Regions from separate parts of the Mus musculus genome. Here region 1 is linked to region 2. Evidence: chromatin contacts called from public capture Hi-C data. All regions are on one chromosome and are shown on one strand. Each heading gives the region's core, a stretch centred on a gene start, on an enhancer-like site or on the middle of the called end of the contact. The rest is flanking DNA. Distances are from core to core; before and after follow the strand shown.

The links. Capture Hi-C pulls out chosen DNA fragments and counts their contacts.
Region 1: a contact with region 2 is called in a capture Hi-C map of bone marrow-derived macrophages, with 4 times the contacts expected there. The contact joins two enhancer-like sites. A contact is called at or near these places in 2 of 15 datasets of contacts at CTCF or cohesin (large pre-B cells and stem cell-derived epiblast-like cells), 5 of 484 Hi-C or Micro-C datasets (bone marrow-derived macrophages, nephron progenitors, peritoneal macrophages and 1 more), 3 of 115 datasets of contacts at active chromatin or transcription factors (embryonic basal ganglia, embryonic forebrain and embryonic midbrain) and 2 of 9 other capture datasets (bone marrow-derived macrophages and embryonic stem cells).

What each region holds. Positions count from the first base shown.
Region 1 is chr15:73,016,448-73,023,067 of GRCm38.p6, forward strand. The region is part of intron 6 of Trappc9 (trafficking protein particle complex 9); the gene reads right to left. Among named protein-coding and RNA genes, the nearest start is that of Trappc9, 41 kb to the right of the region's middle. RefSeq lists an enhancer at 3,972-6,620. Within about 2 kb of position 1,399, at least 16 of the 459 cell types and tissues checked have an H3K27ac peak or open chromatin away from gene starts, as enhancers often do. A contact at or near this core is called in bone marrow-derived macrophages, where this site is marked.
Region 2 is chr15:72,833,580-72,839,571 of GRCm38.p6, forward strand. The region is part of intron 16 of Trappc9 (trafficking protein particle complex 9); the gene reads right to left. Gm41343 (a long non-coding RNA gene) reads left to right here. Exons shown (of 3, transcript XR_001781663.2): 1 at 1-5,992. Among named protein-coding and RNA genes, the nearest start is that of Gm41343, 4.8 kb to the left of the region's middle. Within about 2 kb of position 3,467, at least 53 of the 459 cell types and tissues checked have an H3K27ac peak or open chromatin away from gene starts, as enhancers often do. A contact at or near this core is called in bone marrow-derived macrophages, where this site is marked.

The DNA of each region.
Region 1 (6,620 bases), core at 149-2,648, 180 kb after region 2:
TCAAATCCCCACACTCATGCCTGAACCCCTGGCCTGCGGCGGGAGGGGGGGGGGCATTAATCAGCACATCCTTGTCCTGATTTTTCAGCAGGCTGAGTAGTCACAACCTCTGAGTCCAGGGCCCAGATGTTTATGCAAATTTCTAGCAGAAGCATCTCGAAGACACTCAAGCTGAGAGGCCTTAGTCATTGGTATCAGCTCACCAGTCCAGTTCCAAATGCAAAGTAAGCGGAGACCCGCTTCGTTCCAACATCAGAAGGAAGGTGGTGGCGTTGTTGGAACAGTCTGGCAGGGCAGAGCAGAGGGCAGCACAGTGCAGTTAGCACACTGAGCCATAGTCCATCAAGTAGCCAGCTCTGCCATTTTGCCTCTTGGAGAAAGAGGGCATAGTCTAATGTTTTTGGTGGCTGGAAAGGCTAAAATGAAGTAATGTGGACATTTAGGAAAGGTCTACAGTTCTCAGTAGGTGTTCAAAACAACAGGGCATTTGACTGTCACTGAAGACATGTGAGAGGTGTGTGTGCGTGTGCACATGAATCATGAATACGGGTGCCCCACGGAGGTCAGAAGGAAGCCTAAGATCCTCTGGAATTGGAATTACAGGGTGGCTGTAACCCACGAGATACGGTTGCTGGGAACTGAACTCCTATCCTATGCAAAAGCAGCAGGCGCTCCTAACATCTGAGCTGTCTCTCCAGCCTCTGTGGATAGACTTTTAAAATCACAGGTTATAACTAAATGAGTCGGCCAGGAATGCCTTTGAAACTGCAAAAAGCGACAGAGCTCTAAAGGCCAAAGCATCATGGGAAGGAGCTTTGGGACACAACTCGCCTGCACACTCTCCAGAATACAAGACACAGACACACTGTGTTTTCTACATAATATCTGCAGCTACCACACAGAGAGATTACATATTCAAAACTACACATAATGTCCACTTAGCCTGACATAGTGGTGCACACAGTAGGACCAGTGAGGTACCTAAAGGCTAGAACAGAAGAGTCACTTGAGTCCCAGAGCAGATCAGCGTGGGCAGCACAGAGCGATGCCTACCTAAAAACACTTCTTTAAGTTTAGAAAATTAAGTTTCTTTTATATACATTAAAAGAGAAAAAGCTAAAAGAGCTAAAACAGATCACTTTCCCAATTCTGCCTGCTTTATAAGGAATTCTTCGCTGGACTGAAATCTTTATGAATTTGTTTTTAAGCTACAGTTCCAAATAGACAGAACCTTGAAAAAAATGTTGAAAACTAAGAAAAGTACTGAATTCAGAAAATGGGACGATAATCTACCTTCAACTGGAAATTCCCAAAAACACGTCATCTAACCCAGGCAATGAGATAAAACAGGAAGTGAACATGCGAAATACAAACAAGGGAAGCAAAACCAGAAACTAAAAAAGAAACCGCCATTGCAGCAGGAAGCCATGGAGGGGGCTGAGGGATCCCCCTGGGCTGAGACTGCGGCTCTGCGGTTCATGAGTGGAGCTCTTTGCCTGCTATGTGTGAATCTGAGGGTTCAATCCCCTGTGCTGGGAAGAGGCAGAGAAGGGAGGGGAAAAGGGAGGAAAAGGTGGAGGTGGAAGAGAAGAGGAGGGGGGAAGGCAAGAGGGATGAGAAGAAAGGAAAGAGAATGGGGGGCGGTGATTTCAGCTCTTTATACAGACACTCTCTATTCATAGGATGAAAGACAATGTGGTTTGTTTTGCTTTTTAGGGAGATTGGAAGAGCTGAGACAGAGCTATGTCGCCTAGGCTAGTCTAGAACTCACTCTGTAACCAGAGTAGCCCTGAACTCTCCACCCTCCTCCTACATCCTACAGAGTGCTGTGGTCACAGGTGCATACCACTATGATGGTTACTATGGCTAAACTCCCCAGATTCGCCTACAGAGGCAATGAAGTCAGCATCCAAATCCTTGCTGGCTTCTTTGAAAAAACTAACAGGTTTATCCTAAACTTCATATGGAAATGGAAGACACCCAGAAGAGTCAGGAAAAAAAAATCTTGAAAAAGATAAATTTCCAACACTAAATTTACCATAAAAGATCAAGCATGGTGACACGTGCTTATAATCCCAGCTCTTGGAAAGCTGGAGCAGAAGGCCCAGACTTTGAGGATAGCCTGGTCTACATAGCAAGTATGAGACCAGCCTGGGCTACATAGACACATCCTGTCAAAAAGCAAACAGTGGAGCTTTGGGCTCAGTGATCTCTCCTGAACCACACCAAAAGCATATGCGGTGTGCTAACATAACATGCAGAGAAACTGGATTCCATCAAAGGAAGAAAGGCATGTCTGTGAAAGACGTCACAAGTGGGCAGGGCCATGGTGGTGGACACTCAGGTGTCTCAGCCACTTGGAGGATGAAATGTGCCCATCCCTCGAGCCTTAGAATTGAAGACCAGTCTGAGCAAGAAAACAAGAGTGTCGTCTCTCTCAAAAGACAAATGAAATGGTGCACGTTCCTGCAGAGCGGAGACCTGACAAGAATGCACCCTCTGGATCACACTAAGAGCTCCTACATCCATACAACATGCAGAGCCAGCGAAGGATTGATGGTCTGGGTGGTACAGTTTGTGTTCAATGTGCATGAGACTCTGAGTTCAATCCCTGGCTCCAAAGACAGTAAAGGCTGCAAAGGACTGTAATGGAAATGTGTGGATGGCCGGTCAGCACAGGAGAAGATGCTCAACAACACGGGGCACGAGGGAAATGCAGATTAAACCAGAGCCACGAATCCCTCCTTCCCTTCTTGCTACTACAGCAGCTGCAGTCAAAGATGCAGGTCCCACCTATTCAGGGCCTCCTGAATGGAGAATGGAGCCCTCAGATCCTGGTGGTAGCCATCCTCAGCAATCTGACAGTGCCTCAAAACGCTGCAGAGTGGGATATGGCCCAAATGTACATCCCACACGGAGTGAAAACACATTCCACAAAACCTGCATGTCAGTGTTCACGGTAGCATCTTTCAACAGCCAGAAGGAGGAGGAGGAGATGGAGGAGGAGGAGGAGGAGGAGGAGGAGGAGGAGGAGGAGGAGGAGGAGGAGGAGGCAGCAGCCCCTGCTGTCCACTGGTGCATAAAAGGAAAAGCCAGACCTATAAAAAAGAGTGGCTAGTATCTGGCCACAGAAAGGAAATAGGTACTGACTTCCACTATGATGGGAACAAACTTGCAAACCTGTGCCAGGCAAGCTAGCTGGGTGCCGAGGGCAGGCACCACCCTCTAGCCAGTGGGCATCCCAGTGTTGGCTGCACCACTCTAGCAATCTTCCAGAGCCTTGAAGCTCTCCCGAATAAAAACCAAGTCTGCTGTGCATAACAAATATGAACTAATAAAAACAATTCCTCACAGGAGGGCCTTGAAGTGTTAAACGCAGAAAGGTTGTGGAGCTCTTCGTGGGACACCTTGCATCCCTACCAATGGTCACCGCTGTCATTGCTCGGAGCGGTGCCGACACTGGAGAGAGCAGCCGGATGAATCATGCGTCAGAGATTAATAAGTGTCTCTTCTCTGACAAGCACTGTGCCTGCACAGAGAGATGAATAAGCCCCCATCCCTTCTCCAGAGTCTGCGTGTATTACCAGACTCGCCTACTGAAAACACAGTTTTAACATTCACCTCAGCTGTAACCTCCTAAGGTAAATACCCTGGAACCTCCAAAAGCAGTGTGCCTGCGGTTCTCTCTGTGTCTGCAGTGCGCCTGCGCTACTCTCCGTGCCTGCATCTGTTTACATTCTGCCTTGTTCTAAAGAAGAATGTAAAATCAATTTTTTAAACACACACAATTTAAGAGCAGTAACAGCCAAAATATAAAAAAAAAAAATCAAGGTGAAAAAAATGAGATTATAGTTAAATAAAACCAGAGGAAGGTTCGATCAGAAAAATGCCTGCCAGGAAGTGGGTGTAATTATTAAGGTATCTGTAGACTTGATGCTAAGGTTCCTAACTGCTAAAGCGGAGAGGGAAAGCCAAGATTCCCCAAGCCCATGAGACCAAAGTGACTTGCAAGTCTCCAAAGAGGAATTCCCAAGTATCCCTCTCACCCCTCCTTAAAAATTACAGCTGCCTGCAGGGCACTGAGGTCTGGCTTCTTTTATCACCTTTTCTGGTTAGAGTGGAGATTTGAAACTCAGCTCAATGGGCAGTGCCTTTCCAAGTTGGGAGGGGGAGGGGAGGGGGTAGAGCAGAGCTGGCCCCCAAGGGGTCTCTGCAGACCCCTGGCTCTGGAATGACTGAGCCCCCCTCACTGTCCTCACAGACTTCCACTCTCCTGGACTCTTAGTCAAGCCACACACCAGAATCCTGTTAGACCAGAAATTTCTCAGTTCTCTCTCTCTCTCCTCTCAATTCCAGAAAGGAATCTAGCAGGTGACCTTCCTTCTCCACCCCCCCCCATTCAATGGTTTCCTTGTAAGAGCTGTGGATCCCCCCACGGTTCCCCCACAGTTCCCCCACGGACTGACTGGCCCTGGAAGCCATTGGCCAGTTGGCCAGCTTTGACCTGTCACAGCATTACCTCAGCCCCTTCCCCAGATGACACCCTTCCCCACTCTCCCACCCTTCTGACTCTGAGCTCAACCTGACAGGAGCACTAGGGATGCAGTCACTCTGGTGCCTACCAGGCTCTTGCAGGGTTTCCTTAGCAACAGCTTCATTAAGGAAACCCATCAAAAAAGAAATCCGAGGAGGAGGAGGCTGTTCTTGCATCTGAACAGAGTAGCCTGCATAAAATCTGAATGGCTTTGCAAAGAAAATTAACCAAAGACAAAGAGGTTGAAAGTCCCCTCTAAAGTCTCATAAAGGAGAATGTTTTAAAGGGCACCAATTGTTCTGGAACTTAGAGATGTGAGGAGGCGGAGGACGGGGCCACGCTGCGACCCTCAGAAGCTGGTCTAGTTTTCCAGACACTTCCTCAGTAGCACTTTCTCGTAAGGTCACCTGCCATTTTCTGTTGAAAACAAAAATGTATTCAGTCCCTCAGGCAGCCTAGGGTGGGGGAGGGGAGCTGCCACCGGGTTGGGCTTTTGGAATCACACAAGCGAGGGAGCGAGGGGGACTGAAAGAACAATGGGAGACTTTGTGAGCTGAGCTGGGTCTCACCCCTCAGTTTCCCTGTCTTTAAAACTGGCTGCAAGTGGTGAGGAAAGGAACTGACGAGACCTTTCTCAGGGTCTGCTCAGCACCAGATGGAGCCGCCACAAGCCCCACCAGCCAGCTACAGGGGAGACAGTCATCGCAGCCTGTGCATCTTTCTTTGTTGCACCTTGCTCTACATTGCAACAGTGCTTATGCTCCTGGGATGAAGGCCTCCCGAGCTGCTCCTCCGCAGAAGGTATCCAATGGGAGCGTGGTCTTTGTTTCTGTAGATCTGACTCACTTGGGAATTGTTTGCCTCCATGTCTTTTGTTTATCAGCCGGTTTCCCCTCCTCAGCGCCGGCCAGTGTGGACCATGACTGTCTGCAGCTCACTGGACTTCAGGAGCAGGCTAGCAGGCAGGCAGACAGAAACACTTTGCCTAGAGTCACTCCTGCCCATCCCAGAGGCAAGGGAAGGGAAGGGAAGGAACACAAAGGGTGCATGAACACGTGTCCCAGGGACCCCTCACCTCTAAGCCACCATCTTCTTTGGTGCCTGAATCATTGTTCCTTTTCCTAACCTCCCTCTGCAGATAGGGGTGGCTACATTTAGACCACAGAATCTCAAGGAACAGATTCCTACTTCAAGAAGTCTGTGAATGGATGCCAGTGAGGTTTGCAGCCTCCTTGCCACCCTGCTGTTCCCAGACGGTGTGCAGCGGCACTAAGTAAAGGAGAGAGGTGGCTGCTTGCTCTCCACAGAAGACAAGCTGAGAGGGTGCTGCATGGCTCCTCTATTCACAAACAGGGGAAAATGATGACTCAAGTCCCAGCCCCTCTGTTCTCATATGAACCTTGTCATTTGCCTGTGAAACCCTCATGACCATTGCACAGATCTGTACACAGCCAGCTATTTGTTGCCATTTGGGAGTGCCAGATAATTACCAGAAATCACTCGCCTAAACCAGCCAACACACGCAGGTCACCCTGTGCCTGCACAGGGAAGAGGGACTCTGCATCTATTTTGCAGAGCACCGATAAAGACAGTTTTATCCTCCAGTTCTGAGGTTTTGGATTTTTGAGACAGAGTTTCTCTGTGTAATATCCCTGACTGTCCTGGACTCCCTTTGTAGACCAGGCTGGCCTGAAACTCAAGAAATCTGCCTGCCTCTGCCTCCTGAGTGCTGGGATTCAAAGTGTGTGGCACCACCAGCTCATGCAGGGATTCTGAAAGACAGATGGAACTTGCACTAGTCACATCTCCATTCCTTCCCAAATGTCCGCCATTTGCCGCCGAAGTCCTTCGTTACCATCAGCTCCACAATGGATCACACTTGATTAAGAACCAAAAGCTTGTTCTATTTCAGAAAAACTCCAGGCCCTTCTCTTTACTGTGATTATAAAATCCCACCAGAACTCATTATTTTGCTGCCTTGTCAACTAGCAGACAAACATCAGGATGAGACAAGGACCGCAAAGTGCCTTCCTCCTCCGGCAGAATTCAAAGGCTGGTAACCGCCCTGTGCCGCAGGCAGGGCCAC
Region 2 (5,992 bases), core at 2,217-4,716:
TGACAGCCTGACTGTCACCAGACAGACACCCCAACTCCAGCCTGAGCTCACAGACACCCCCACTGGCCTCCCGCTGCCACGTCTGCCCTCTTCCACTTAATCTCCAAACTCCAGCCAAAACAGCTATTTTCTTAAGTGAAATTGCAAATTTTAGTCCTACTTAAAACCTTCCTTGGCATCCAGCGCCTCTTGATCAAATGAAGTCGCTTGACCCCTCAGCAGCCTGAGTCAGCAGGTCCTGCGGCTCCGGGTGAGCTAAGTCTACTTCCTCATCTTTCCCTGCAAACAGCTGCAGCCCTTCTGGGCCAGGAATTTCCAGGAGCTGGGACATGGTGTCTCCTATGCTGGCTAAAATATCCCACCTTCCTGTGCACCTCAGCGTGAGCATCAATCCCTGTAATAGGCCCTTCGTCCATGGCATCCCTTTCCTCGCTGTGCACAGCAAGATTACTAAGCAGAAAATTACATATGAGCTTGTTACTTATGTTAATGCTTTCCCAATCAGACTGTCAGCTGCCCAAGAGTCCAAATGACGGGACTCTTGGGCACACACTCTACAGAAAAGCTAAGCGTGAAGTCTGGTCTCTGAGAGCCCCCAAAACATTCCGGGATAGGCCCCTTTGGTTCCCAGGAGAAGTGTAGATGGAGTTCCCTAAGGACAAATAGGAGGTATGGAGAGAAGCCTTCAGTCTAACCTCAGTCTTTCCTCAGATAGATCCTGCTGCACTCTGGCCTGTCCCTGCATGCCAGATAGGTGGCCCTGAGTAAGTTATGGCCACACGCATCTTAGAAACAGGTTCCTCATTGCCTCCTCCATGGGCTACAGCAGTAGTTCACAACCTTCCTAATGCTATAACCATTTAATAGAATTTCTCATGTTGTGAACCCCAACTATAAAATTATTTTCATTGCTACTCCATAACTGTAGTTTTGCTACTGTTATGAATCAATGTAAATATCTGATATTTAGGATATCTGATATGTGATCCCCCAAAGAGGCTCCAACCCACAGGCTGAGAACTGCTGGGGTAGAGAGGAAAAGGAAGAGGAGCAGTGGAGTGTGCTAAGGCCACACAGTTGCAGCGTGTAACAATCAGTGGGTATAAGCACATGGCAGGCCACCCAGAACCAACTGAGCTAGCCAGAGAAAACTGGTGCGGGGGGGGGGGGGGTCAGAAGCTGGGCTGGAGGCTGTTGGAGAGACAGGAGAAAGGGTTTATGGAGTCAGGAGCCCCATTACAGAAGACACCAGCAAACAAGTAGAGAAAAAAAAAACCCATAGGCTAGCAGTATACTTGACACTCCAGGCTCAGTTCATCTGCAAGCAGGCACTGCTCCTTCCAATGGAGCCTTGCCTGTGACTTCAGAAGGCCTGACAGCCTTCATGGATACACAAGGCTGAGGGGCAATAGGAGATGGGCTGCGGAACTAGATTGGTGGTAGCTTTCCAGAGGAGCGTATTTGTTAGATCCTATCATCTTCATACAATGAAAGTGGGGTACAGAGACAGTGGCAAGGACTCTCAGTTGCAATGCAGGAATGAGGAGAAGAGGAAGGAGAGAAATGGCAGCTGCTTTAGGCTGTTTGGGAGTCTCTACTGGAGTTCAAGTCAAGGGAGAAGAGGCCAATGGTAGGCTCCTCTGACACACTTGACAAAGTCTGTCTGTGGACATCAGACACATGGGAAGAAACAGCGCCATTGCAGCAGCCAGGTTACAAAGCAGCCAAATGGTTAGCCAGCACCATCACCGCCCACATCTAGGACCCTCTCAGCACAAAGGGGATCCACACACCCATCATGATATTTGCAGAAACGTAATACTTCAAAACACACAAAAGCTTCAAGATGGGGTCCAATTTAATCTGCAGTTGAATACCAGAAGCACAATGATCCTAAAATTAAATGACATCATCTGTCAAAACAGTGGCTTTCTAATTTGAGTTAAGGCACTGTGGAATTTTATGTGGAAAGAAACATTTAATTAGGACGGAGTTTTCTGCCAGAGCGGACTCAGGGAAAGTCTGGCCAGCTTTAGTGAGGTTCCCCATCGGCCATCAGCAGCAAGGACATGGAGGGGAGTCCTAGTCACCCAAGAGTGTACCAATGGGAATCTCCCTCACATATGCAGTGGTGACCCTGGCTCTTTGAGTGACAGCTAACATGTCACACAACCAGGGACCATGAGACTTAACATTCAGAGGGTATTTCTCAGATGATACTGGATGCCACTCTAGGTCCCCTGACACAGCAGGGCATGGTAGGACTCAGACCCTTCCAGCATCCACAGCCACATCTACATGAAACTAGCATTTAGACTCACCTTATTTTTATTTGTAACCAAAGAGTCAGGGCTGCTCTCCCTATTTGTCTGAGAATTACAGTGCTGGTGTCTTGGTCTTTTTTCCTATTACTATAATAAGTACTCAAATAAAAACAACTTGAGAAGAAAGGTTTATTCTACTCACAATTCAAGATACAGTTTAGTGTGGTAGGAAAACAGAGGCAGCAGGAGCTGGAAGCAGCTGGTCACGTGACATCTGCAGTCAGGAAGCAAAAAGTGATGAGTGCTTCTGCTGTTCCGCTCTTTCTCCATTCACACCATCCAGGATCCCAGCCAGGGAATGGGGTCGCCCACAGTGGACAGGCCTTCCCATGTCAATTAATGTAATCACTGTAATAGCTCACAAGCATGCTAAGAGGCTTGTCTCCCAATTGATTCTAGATTCTGTCACAGAGTGTCTCATTGGTTCTCCTAGTCAGGCAATGAGTGCCTCAAAAGAAAAAGTCATGTTTAGTGCATAGCCCCTCCCCGGTCCCTGGCAGCACAGCTTTCATCTGGGATGCATGGGTGTTCCATACACACTCGGTGAGTAAGATAAACTAGAATCTTGAGCCTCCTTGATGGAGTAATTGATTTTAAAAAGGTGGGTATATCACTGGACACACATAAACTCAGGAAGACATTTGCACCTTTTTATGTATTTTTGAGACAGCTTCTTATGAAGACCAAGCTAGCCTCGAACTCACCATGTTGCTAAGGATGATCTGGAGATGCTCATCCTCCTGCCTCTGCCTCCCGACTGCTGGGATTACAGGCTCATACCATAATATCTAGATTATGCAGTATTGGGGATCAGTCCCAAGGTTTCATGCAAGCTGGGCACTCAACCTACCAACCAACCTACATCCCCCACCTTCAGCTCACATTCAACACATCATCTAAAGGATGCTCTTGGTTTTAAAGGGATTCCTGTCCCAAGAAGCATTTGTCATAGCCAGAAGAGGCATTCCCACAGAAATGATGCAGTAAGAGTCTACAAACTATAATAATAAATGCAACCCCAGTTCATGAGTCTGCACTGGCTGATGGACCAGGTTCTTGCCAAAATTAAGGTCCCAAGTCTATAGGAGCCAAAACAGTATTAAGCTGAAGTCATAAATTCCAAGACCTAAAGTCACCTCTATTATGAAAGTGGAAGTGATGTTGTAACTTTTAAAGGGTGAGTTATTAGCCAACAAGCAAAGATAGTATCTACGTGACTCACCAAAATGATTCACAAAGAAATGCTAAATTGGCTTTTCAGCCCAAAACAAAGACGGTGCAGACAATGACTTACACAAGAGTAAAGATTCACAATTGATTTTAATTGTTGTTATTGTTAACACCAAAAGCAGGAAGCATTGCCTTCCTTTCTTTAGGCCCTTCCTTCATTCACCACTTCCTTCACAGGGTCACCATGGTACCTGTCAATCAAGACTGCTTGGCACCATGGCAACCAATGAGTGACTTCTTTAATTATGGAGAAGTGGGGGGGGATCCACCTGGATTTTCACAGATAAATAAATAAATTGATAGCCCTGCAGCCCTGGACTATCAGGCTAACCACAGAGATGCTGGTGCCCACAGAGACCATGGGGTGACTGGCTATGGGGGAAGAGGCTGTTGTGCAGGCTAAAGACCTCTGTGGGGACAAAGGCCAGAGCAGATATTGTTCCCTATTTTGCCCTGCAAGTCCAGGGGAAGCATGTCCATTTCTTTGAGAGGGTAGAAAGGAAGCCGTGCTAATTGACTATCCATTATGCTCCTGTCCCACAGATCTATAAAACAATCCTTCGAGGCAGAGGCAGGGATTAACCGGTGCTATACTTTACACAAGAGGAAATTGAGGCTCAAGATGCATGTGAATTGCCCAAGGGGTCAGTTTGACTTAGTCAGTAAATGGCAGGCTTAGCTCTGAGGCTGAGCCTGCCTGCCTGCAAATATTCTGTCCACCTGCCCTGACTTGGCTAAGGCCTTCTGATAATGAATCAGTGTGTACTAAGAAAAGGTCAGCACTCAGGACACACACACACAACACACACACAGGCTGGCTCCTTGAGGAAGCAACTTCACAGTCCCTTAGACTCCCATTAAAAGGCTCCTCCTGAGAGGCCCTTGGGCCTGAGGGTGTGCAGTGCTGTAGTGTAGGGGAACACCAAGGAGGGAAGACAGGAGTGGGGATGGAGCACCCTCAGAGAGGCAGGGGGAAGGAAGATGGGATAGAAAGATTACAAAGGGGAGAGCTGGAAAGGGGAAAACATTTGAAATGTAAATAAAGAAATATCTAATTAAAAAAAAGAAGAAGAAGAAGGAGGAAGAAGAAGGCTCCTCTTCTAGATTCTTTGTTGCTCTGCCAAATAGATTGATTTTTGTGGAGATTATGTCAGCTGAAGGCAATGCCCCTCCTCGACCTCTAAGGGACATGCTAACACCCAACCATGTGAGTTCACTTAGCAAGTTTCCCAGCCTTTGCCTGAATGGGTCAGTCCTGCAGTCAGAGGCTGTTCATCTTCACTTTCAACATGACTGGATGAAGAAACAACTAGACCATCCTGAGGCACATCTGTGACTCTGTCTGTGAGGGCATTTTCAGGGAGGACTGACTGAGGAGGGAAGACCCACTCTAATGTGACTGGCCCCATCTGATGAGCTGAAGTTCCAGGCTGAGCATGGGGAAGGGCCATGGGGAAGAAAGCCAGCTGAGCATAGCGGTCCCTTCCACTGCTTCCTGGTTGGCTGAGATGTGAGCAGGCAGCTTCATGCCCCTACTGCACTGAACCAACAGCCACCATGTCGTTCTCCTCATGATGAATCATAGTACCTCAAGATGTAAGCCATAATACCTCCTCTCTCCCCCTTCCTTATAAGCTGTTCTTTGTAAGGAGTTTGATCACAAAGATGAGAAAAGTGGCAGGTGGGGGGAGGGGGGGGAGGATGGGAAGAGACAGGTGGGGGGAGGAGAGTGAGGCTGAGGCTTGAGGCATCCTTTGGGAGACAGGTTCACATCTGACAAAAGCAACTTCGGGAAGGAATGGCTTCTTGTGGCTCACAGGTTTAGGGTACAGTACACCCTGGTGAGGAAGTCGTAGGGTGACTGCTCACACTACACCCACAGTCAAGAAGCACAAGCACTGGCAGTTGAGGACGTAGGAACAATCGGCTTGCCTTCTTTTTATTCAATCCAGAGCCACAGCCTGAGGAGTGGTGCCGCCCACATTCAGAGCGGCTCTTCCTACTTGGACTCATCTTGAAATTCCCTCACAGATGTGCCCCATAGCCTGTCTCTTCAGTGATTCTGGATTGTGTCAATATCAACCATCGCAGCAGATGAGGGATTTCAGAACCCAGGCAGGGTAAGGGGGAGGAAGTCACCAAGTCAACATACAGATCCACATGACGGTAGTCTTTGCATGACAGCATGCAAACAAAAAGCCCAGTATAAAGAGGACCAGTGGAGATGAGAGGGTTGTGTTCTTAGGAGGGTCAAATTGGAAGAAGGTGTCAAACCCAAAGAAATGCCCCAGGGCAACCATTGCTCCATGGGGTGAGAGAATGAAGGGAACCTGAGGAGAAGGGGGAGTGGTAATGGAGGTGGACCACACTTGGGAGGTTGAGCCAGTGATAATGGGGCTTCTCTCCAGATATGGAAAGAACGGATTAGGACCATGGCT